Regions from separate parts of the Columba livia genome. Here region 2 is linked to region 1. The links are chromatin contacts, called in public Hi-C maps. All regions are on one chromosome and are shown on one strand. Each heading gives the region's core, a stretch centred on a gene start, on an enhancer-like site or on the middle of the called end of the contact. The rest is flanking DNA. Distances are from core to core; before and after follow the strand shown.

Evidence for each region. A called contact is a pair of places that touch in the nucleus more often than the background predicts.
Region 2: a Hi-C map of liver shows a contact between it and region 1, with 4 times the contacts expected there. The contact joins the enhancer-like site here to the promoter of WASHC5 in region 1. A contact is called at or near these places in 2 of 2 Hi-C or Micro-C datasets (crop and liver).

Annotation. Positions count from the first base shown.
Region 1 is chr2:150,658,650-150,663,506 of bColLiv1.pat.W.v2, reverse strand. WASHC5 (WASH complex subunit 5) reads left to right here and starts at 2,559. Exons shown (of 29, transcript XM_065054371.1): 1 at 2,559-2,722; 2 at 3,670-3,969. The coding sequence starts at 3,784. It overlaps NSMCE2 (NSE2 (MMS21) homolog, SMC5-SMC6 complex SUMO ligase), which reads right to left and starts at 2,669. Exons shown (of 8, transcript XM_065054385.1): 1 at 2,427-2,669; 2 at 1,058-1,116. The coding sequence starts at 2,577.
Region 2 is chr2:151,304,742-151,309,197 of bColLiv1.pat.W.v2, reverse strand. No RefSeq gene overlaps it. Among named protein-coding and RNA genes, the nearest start is that of LRATD2, 70 kb to the right of the region's middle. Within about 2 kb of position 3,192, at least 1 of the 3 cell types and tissues checked has an H3K27ac peak away from gene starts, as active enhancers do.

The DNA.
Region 1 (4,857 bases), core at 1,310-3,809:
ATATTCCAAGTTTCAGGAGATAAGAAAAATTCTGCTCAGCTTTAGATACACAGCCGTTCACAACAACAAGTCTTGGATAGACAGAAATACTTCATTAGTCCATGTAAAGAACTGATATGTTCAAAGACCACATGGAGATCATATTGGGGAGGGGAGAGAACAGAATCCACAACCCAAATTGAGGTATATCATAAGTTTTATCTGAATCATACACAAAATAACAAGGGGATGAGTTGTTGTATCAACAATAGCCTTTGTCAGGCTATAATCCAACAGAAATCTACAAAATATCTAAGTAGAAAGGACACAGCTTTGCCCAAACTTTGCATACCTAAGGCTATATCTCCCTCTACTATTTTCCCTGGGATACCAGAACTACATCACACAGTCACCCTAACCTGAAAAACATTGCTGCACTCCTCGTGAATATCACGCAAACTATGAGACACGAATACCTGCTGTCATGCTTTTTTCTTTGGTATCTTTTTTATTTTTTCTGTTTAAAAATGTGCTTGGCCACTCAAGACTATCATTTATTATGCTGTTTTTACATCATGGTCTTCCAACAGCATTTTAACAACAGTGATGTTTCAAGTTCACTACAACTTGAACTTTGGAATGACAGATATTGCTTTCCTCTCTATCCCCTTCTAAAGGTGCATCTTGCCACAGAGGAGGCAGCAGCCTTTAACAACAGCTCCTTATGTCAGCTCATGCTCTCCCCAACAAAAACCAGTGATTGCTGTCTTTAAAGGCCTTTAGAGGCTGCCAGACTAATAGAAGACAAGAAAAAGGTTCCTTACACAACTTCTTGAAAGTAAAGGAAAATCATGCTTTTAAACAATCAATGCTTTCAGCTGTTATTTAACTTTTCTTTCTTAAAAACACCTGTTTGCCATCTTAGTAAGACTGTGTAGAACCTCTGTGATCCAAATATACACTACTAAATAGTCACATAAAATCATGTTAGCAGCTTTATCTTCCTAGGCCCATTCAGTGTATCAAAGTTAACAGTGAGAACCTAATTCCCTTCTTGAACTTGGTAAATCTCACTCACTGAGAAAGCCTGCTGTTCTTTTGGAAATATCACAGATACGCACTGTGAAAGGCGGGAATCTGCAAAAAACAACAGTGAAAAGTTAAAAAGGCTTTTTCATTCTCTTGACATTTGTGGAAGCACTGAGCAAACTACACAGGAACAGAAGTTACTATTTACAACATTATATCATACCATTTCATTGGTAGTTTCATCTCAAATAGTCTTTCGGAATGTAAACTAAGTACTCTTGGACAAATTTTCCGTATTTTTTTAAATAAAAGATTATTTTTCTTAGAAACTGTTTATGATCACTCTTGAGTTTTCTAAATGAAATCTTCAGCTTGTAGCTGTCCATTCTGCATTCAGAGGAAAAGCCACATTCCCCACTGGAAATGGTTTCACAGCAGTGTTTTTAAGGTACTTTTTTTGGCTAGGAAGGTCATAAATGGGTGCATGAAAGAAGCACCTAAAATTTGCAACTCCTCCACTCCAACCCCTGGAATTCTAGAAAACACAACCAGCAAAATAATAGTTGAAAAGAAGACCAAGTGAGACTACCGAAGCAGGTTTGTTTTTTTTCCAACAGTAAGTGATCAAATGGTCCAGACAGGATTACCAAACAGCAAACTCAAATTATAGCTTCTGCCATTTATTTTAAAGATTTGAGCAAACGATCTAATTTCTCTATGCTTTAATATCCCAAACGATGAAGCAGAGATTAAAAAAAGCTACTTCTGTAACACAAAATCTATAGGTGACAAGTGCTTACACACTCCCAGGATTAGTGTTTACCTCCTGAAGCCACTGGTGACCAACAGGGAGACATTCTCCCCTGCCACAAGGCCCGGGGGCAGAGCCCACCAAGCACACTGAATGTCAGGGCCTGGAAGGGACCTCAAAGGATCATCCAGTCCAATCCCCCCACCAGAGCAGGAACACTTAGATGAGGCTACACAGGAAGGCATCCAGGTGGGTTTTGAATGTCTCCAGAGAAGGAGACTCCACAACCTCCCTGGGCAGCCTGTTCCAGTGTCTGTCACCCTCACTGAGAAGAAGTTTCTTCTCATATTTAAGTAGAACCTCCTGTGTTCCAGTTTGAACCCGCTGCCCCTTGTCCTATCATTGGTTGTCACCAAGAAGAGCCTGGCTCCATCCTCGTGACACTCACCCTTTACATATTTATAAACATTAATAAGGTCACCCCTCAGCCTCCTCCAAGCTAAAGAGAGCCAGCTCCCTCAGCCTTTCGAGCAGGAAGCTCCTTGTCACCCATGCACGGAGCGCACCGGCCCCGCAGCCCCTCCCCGCTCCCTCGGCCAGGACAGCGCTGCCCTCACCCCGCCACAGAGCAGCGAGGGCAGCCGCCCCGCCAGCGGCTGTTGCTCACCTGGTCCCGGCCGCCGAGGCCTGAGGGGCTCTTGCTCCAGGGGTGGCCCCCGCACCGACCGTCTGTGCGGCAGAGGCCCGGGAGAGACGGTCCAGGCGGGCAGCGGAACCGCCTCATCAACCGGCGCCTCTGCACATGACGGCGCCGTCATGTGATGGGAGGGCTCGGCCGCGCCGCACGGAGGGGCCGCCGCCTCCCTCCTTCACCCGCTGCCCGCGCCTCACCTGCCGCCGCAGCCGACGGAGCGGAGCACCCTCCTCGCTGCCGCCACTCACCGCACCGGCGGCGGGTGAAGGGTGAGCGGGGCTGGCACCGGCGGGGGGGCCGCTGGGTGAGGAGAGGCGGCGGGAGCGGGGGTTGAAGCCGCCGCCGCTCCGAGGCGGTTGGCGGTTGGTCTCGCGCCGCGGCCGTTGCCCCGAGGCGGGTTCAAACCGTGAGGGAGCGCGGGAGGCGGTGCCACGACCCGCGGTGGCGGGGAAGGGCGGGGGGCGGTTTGAAAGCTCGGTGCGGCGGCTGCGGGGCCCTGCGGAGGAGCCTCCTCAGCGGCGGTGGCGCCCTGCGCCGCGCTGACGGGAAGGCCGGACTCCTGGTCCTGGTTGTGGGGCGGGAAAGGCGCTGTCGTCTGCAGTTTGTCTCGGAAAGTTGTTGCTGAAAAGGAAAGCCAGCTCATAAGCTCCTATATAAGTGTTTCTAAATGTAAAAGCTTAATTTTAGCGGTGCTGCGTGCTGTGTCTTGCAGGAAACGTGTTAAATAAAATTGACCGTGAAATGCAAACATAATGCAGAAGCCAACCCTTCAGCGATAAATAAAGGAATGAAACTGGATTGTTTCCATTTGCTATAGAAGTTTTCCTTGTTATTAAAGCCTGCTACAGACAATTTGGTTGTATTTTTTCAGTGACTATTATAAAGACATCTTTTAAAATGTTTTTGCTTTCCTTGCATTCACTTCCTTGCAAAGTCTCAATTGCTGCAGTGTTTGAGATCATTTCATTCCTCAATGGTTGTTTTTGACTTATTTTGTACAAAAGGTTGTGCTTCCCTTGCCGGGTCACAGAGGTGACTGACTCATGCTGTATGTGCTGATGATGAATTCCATGCATTTTTTTCATTTTACAAAGCTGCGGATAATTTAGATTGCATAAATTGAAATATTTGACAGTATGCTTAAAAATCCGCAGATATTCAACTATCACAAATGCAAATATGAACCACTTTGAAGGTGTGTGGTTTTGTTTTTCAGGTTATTAATGGAGCAGCTAGTTTCCTCATCAGACTTTCTTCTTCCGATAACCTCAAGACTAACGATCAGAATCTGACTGCAGGACTGTGCCGCGCTGCCACGGCCCGCTCCACAATGGTCGATTTTCTAGCTGAAAACAATCTCTGTGGTCAGGCAATTCTTCGGATTGTCTCCTGTGGAAATGCCATCATTGCTGAACTTCTGAGACTTTCTGAATTTATTCCTGGTGTATTCAGGCTAAAGGACAAAGCTGATCAACAGAAATATGGGGATATCATATTTGATTTCAGTTATTTTAAGGTAAGTCCTTTTATTGTTAAGCTTCTCCTGAAAGCATTGCTGTCCTGCATGAGGATGCTTCAGGTTACGAAATAGCCTTTCCTGATTATTGTGTTTATTCATAGCGTGCTTCAGAGTTGACTATCATGACTTACTACTTAGTTTTTACCAAAAATTCACCAAATTGAGATAGCAGTTGGGATATGCTTGCATGCCAATCGTCCGTTTCTGGGCTATCTTGTACTTTATATATATTGGATTATATTCAGCCTTATCTTACACATTTTAGTGGGCAGAAACAGTTTAGGAAAGGTTCTGTACTTAGGTCCCTTGGCAGGATATAAGTATAACCGGTACATGCACTGAGAGTATCAGGACATGAAGAAGGAGGCAGTTTTAAGTGCATCCATACAAGAGCAATCCTGGCTGCGCATTTCTAAATGTTTGATGAGTCATTTGGCCTGTGAACTTTGATGGATATTGATTATATAAGACTTGAGTATTGGATTCTGTTTGTTTGTTGGTTTTGTTTATTATTATTAGTATTATTAGTATTTGCAGAAGCTTTAGATTATACATTCACCAACAGGTTCTGAGCCTGTGCAGTTGGTTGGTTTCCTCTGGAGCAGTACACCCATCTTCGTTTGGTTTTCTGTAGCTTATTCTTTGCAGCCATGAAATCTACTTTCTGCTTTCCTGTTTGACAGTACCGTGATTGTTCATTCACTGGAGTTGTCACATGTGCTGAATAAACAAATCAGAGATTAGTGTCCATGAAAAGCACTTACTTCTCTTACAAAATTCAGCTTTTTGAAGTACCTCTTTTCCTATGACATTCCCCAGCATGATTAAGAAAGAATTATAGAGAGTATCTAATCTGACTTTGTCTGGATTGTACGATGTAAGAAG
Region 2 (4,456 bases), core at 1,943-4,442, 650 kb before region 1:
ACGATATTAGGTGGTTGAATAAACTGGCTTTCAGCAGTGTAGATCTGCTGAAGATACATAATTTTTGACAGTGTGCAGGGAAGAGAATGAAGATGTCAGACTCAAGGCCAAGATCTACCAATTCAAATCCTTTGTTCAAGAGGCCATTTTTTAAAAAATTTTGTTCAGATACAAAGAACATTATAGTTATTACTAAAATATTGTATATAGATACACACAATATATATTATATATGGTATATACACACACTGGATATACATACTATATATGTACACACTACTATAATATTATATAACATTATAACATTGTAGCTACTACTGAGATCTCAGAGCTTACCAGGTCCATTTTCAAGAACCCATCATGACTGAACGCAAGAGACATCCTGTCCTTCGACAACCTGGCTTTGATTTGAATGCTGTCCAAGCACCTGAATTTAGACCATATTTTTGAAACATCTAACCTCCAGCCACAGTATCCTTAGTAATGATCATCCTCAGCAATGTTTTTGATTCTATTATTTACACTGCATTGTAAAACTGATCTATAAGAAATACTGGGAAAAAAAAATGGTATTTCTTCCAAATAAGCAGCTTTAGAGATGCTAAAAGCAGGTTTCATCAGACTAGATGTGAGTTTTTAGAGTGTCAGCATCTACATATATGTTCATTGCCAAATTAGCTTTAAGACAGTGGTGAGTTACTCGGTATAAGTTAGGGTACGATTTCATACTAAAATACAATCCCCCTTCTGGTCCAGTGAATCGCATCCTGCAATTGACTTCATTGGTTAGATCTCCACTAATTTTTGTAGGAGCTTAGACACCTCACCCACACACAGTATGCATTTTAGACCTGAAACAAGCAGACATAAATTCCATCTTAGAATCGCACTTTCATTAAAACAACAAAGAAAGGACACTTTCTAGGTAAATCTTTTGCTATACTCAAGGGCAAAGCTTGTCATTTGTATTCTTGTTAATAAAAGCTAAAATGTAAATTTCCACCATACGTTGCACTCGAGTACATGTAACTCAGTCCCGACACCACCGTATCCCACACTTTTCTCTCTCCTCCTCTATACGTTGTTTGCAGCTTTAAGAGGAAAGCTGGTCCTTCTCCAAAAAGATATTTTTTTAGTACTACAAATTCAGCTGGGATTAACCACAGTTCTTCGGAGTTTCTCAGAGATGCTCATACAACTCCTTGTTCTCTTTCTTCTTTTCCCTTTTCAAAGAAGTTGGCACTGCTTTATCTCACATGCTCACAAGAAGGAAAGCAAGGGAAAAAGCTCCCAAACACTGTGACGAGTTCCCCCTTCAAAGGATACTAATGTCAACATCAGACTTTGATCCTCACAGCGAGCCAGAAATGTCTCAGAAGTATCTTTTTATTCAAATATTTAAGAACTTACAGAGAAGATCCACACCAGGTGACACAATTTAAAGGTTGTACAACTCAGTTCCATAATACAATACACTGCTTTCCTTATGCTTAGCTGCACCAGATTTTGCTCTCAGAGCAGAGTCAAAAGACCTTTCACCCTGGTATAGATCCATGATAACCCTGCCAAACTCAACAGAATTAAAAGGCTGTGAAAGAGAGTAAATCACAGCCACAGCAACTCATTTAGTATTAGCAGAGCTACTCCAGGTTCCCAGCAGTCTAACTAAATGCTTGGCCTTGTTCCACTTTTCCTAAAGACTGAAGCATACATTTTTTTTTCCTATCAAATATTAACAGGAGCCTATGTATCACTTGTCTGAAGATGCTTAACAAACTGAGCATCCTTCAGCAACTCCTCTGCAACCCAACCCTAACTGCAGCTCTAGGCTTTCCCTCTGTCCTAACCCTAATCCTTACTCAGGGTTTTGACAGAATCTTAGCCCAGGATCCTCAGCCATGGCCCAGATAGAAAAGTTTTCATGGCCAACTTGTCTGTGTAGCTTACCCCTTCCTTTGGGAGCTCCTTAGCAGCCCCACTTCAACTGAAGCTGATTTTCTTCAGGAAGAAACTACAAGGCATATGGTGAGCAAAACAATACAAACAGAAAAGGGCATCCAAGAGTAAGATGACTAAAGTAAAACACAGACAAATAGAAGCAAATGTGAGTAGTAGCTGAGAAGAGTAAGTCTAAGGATAACAGCAGCAAGGCAGTATACTAACAGCTGTACTCCATCCACTCCCATGCTTTTCAGTCTATTTATCTTTTAATAGGTGACATTCCCTGTCATGCCCTTCAAAATTCACAAATTTATTGCTCTTTGCACAGTGTAGCTTCCATCCCCAAAGGCTACATGCCTGACAGGGGAAGAAATGTATGTAAATAAGGTTTTCCCTGTGTTCCCTTTGGCAGGCAGGCAGCTGCACGTCTTCCATTCTGAAATCTGACAGTTATAAACACATTCCAGCTACACTGATGGGATTTGGGGCCAAAACAGTAGCAGTCTAGTGGAGGACACTGAGACACAGCAAGTATGACTACAAAATCATTTGACTTGTGACCAGACAGTTCAGGGCTCAGACCCTGCATAGGTCGGCTGCAAATCCTAGACTCGTGGTGGGGATGGCAGAATTTAAAGTGATCTGCTGCCCTCTAATGGCAAGGATGCTTCTTATCAAAATGTTCTGATGAACACACGAGTTCCCAAACTGCCATCTTCATCACTAACAAGTTCAGTTCAACTGGCATAGTAACATTTTCAAGCATTAGTTTAGTTGGCTCACTTGACTGACAGGACCTTTCTCCCACTGGCTGACATATTTCCATTTATCATTGCGTTTTTTAGAGGCTGAAGCATCTTATGAATTCAAATAATTGAAGTCCTATTAAGCTTCATATGCACTCTGAGGACACGACTACCCTGCCAGCTCTGTCATGCCAGGAATTAGGTCTCTTTGCCCTGGCTGAACTGCATCCTATTCTGCCAGAAATGTCTTCTGGTGCCATGGTCAGAATATGCGTATTTCATCTGTGGTGACCAACATAAGCACTGGGCAGTACAGAACCTGTGCATGCCTTTTGTGTAGATGAATTTGATGAACCACAGATACATTTCTTAAAGTTGCAGAATTTAGTGGAGTTCAGCAAGCAGTTCAGAGTTCCCTGTAATCACTTAACCGTTCAGTTTCTGAAGTCAGATGTTGGATGTCAGCCTCAGAGAGGCACAACAGCTGCCCACTGATCAGGCCAGATTGCCTGTGAAAAATAGAAAATTACAGAGAAAAATCACTATTTAAGTAAATTTAGGCTTTTCCTTCTGTTGCTGCTCCCCCACCCCAAGCTGGTAGTGTTGTCTCCACCAGTTCTCTAACCATCAGGGAATACTGAGAGTTTTATAAGGCACAGGCACACAAAGCAATGCAAGTAGCTGCAAGTTTCCATGCATTTCCTGTGCCATGGTTGAACAGAAGCTAACTGCAAACAGGATGCCTTTTGTTCACATGGTGTTGTATTAATAAGCCCTGGAAGAGCTGTGGAAGAATCATAAGATGCTGAGTGTCTGGGTGATAACATAACATACGTAATTCAGTTTAGATAATTCCAAAGCAATGAACGTAAATAAAAACAAATACAACTCTATCAAGATCCAATGATAGTCTCTAAATCAGATTTTACCACTCAGAAAAGTGATCTTGTATTGATTGTTCATGCAATGATTCTGGAAAGGGTAAATTGAATCACCAAAGAATGAGCAGATTAAACAAAACATCATTACCACATTATGTTCAAATCCTTTGGTGTGTTTAGAGCTGTCTATATCTCTGGTAATCACAGCTCAACACAGACAGTAAAACCAGAAAGCACGCAGAGAAGCATGACAGAGATGTTCAACAGCATAGGATAGTTTCCACACAAGAAACAATTAAATAGTCAAAGGTGCACAGAATCATGGAGGACGTGGAGAGAACAGTTGAGAGAGACTACCTGGTGGTTTTAATAGCACAAGAACTAGGGACACGAAATGCTTTTTAAGCCACAGGTTTAAAAACAGAAAATGATCCTTTTTCTCACACTCCCCACCCTGCATTAAATGCTGAAATTAATTGCCACAGGATTTTTTCAGTTAACGATGAGCTAAACCCATGCTTGAAAGATGGATCCATCAAGCATGATAGACTTATGAGTTCAGAGATTTCCTGCTACCCATGGCTGGAAGCTGGGAGGAGGAAGAGAAAGGTTGTTCATGGAGGCAAAGAAAAGGAAAGGTAGACAGAAGTTTGATTTAGATCTTCCATCATTGTCTGCCTTAGTACTGCTGAACATGAGAAAAAGAGTATGTGAGAGAGTGACTGAAGCAATAATGAAGGTAGGTCTCCACTGTGGTTTAATCAGATAATTAACTCTTTCCCTGAGGAAAGAGACAGGAAAAGCAGATGCACATGTGGTGCTTATTTTGGCAGGTACCAATAATATAAAAACTTGGCATTGCTCAAAATGCTCTGTGTTGAAGCCCTT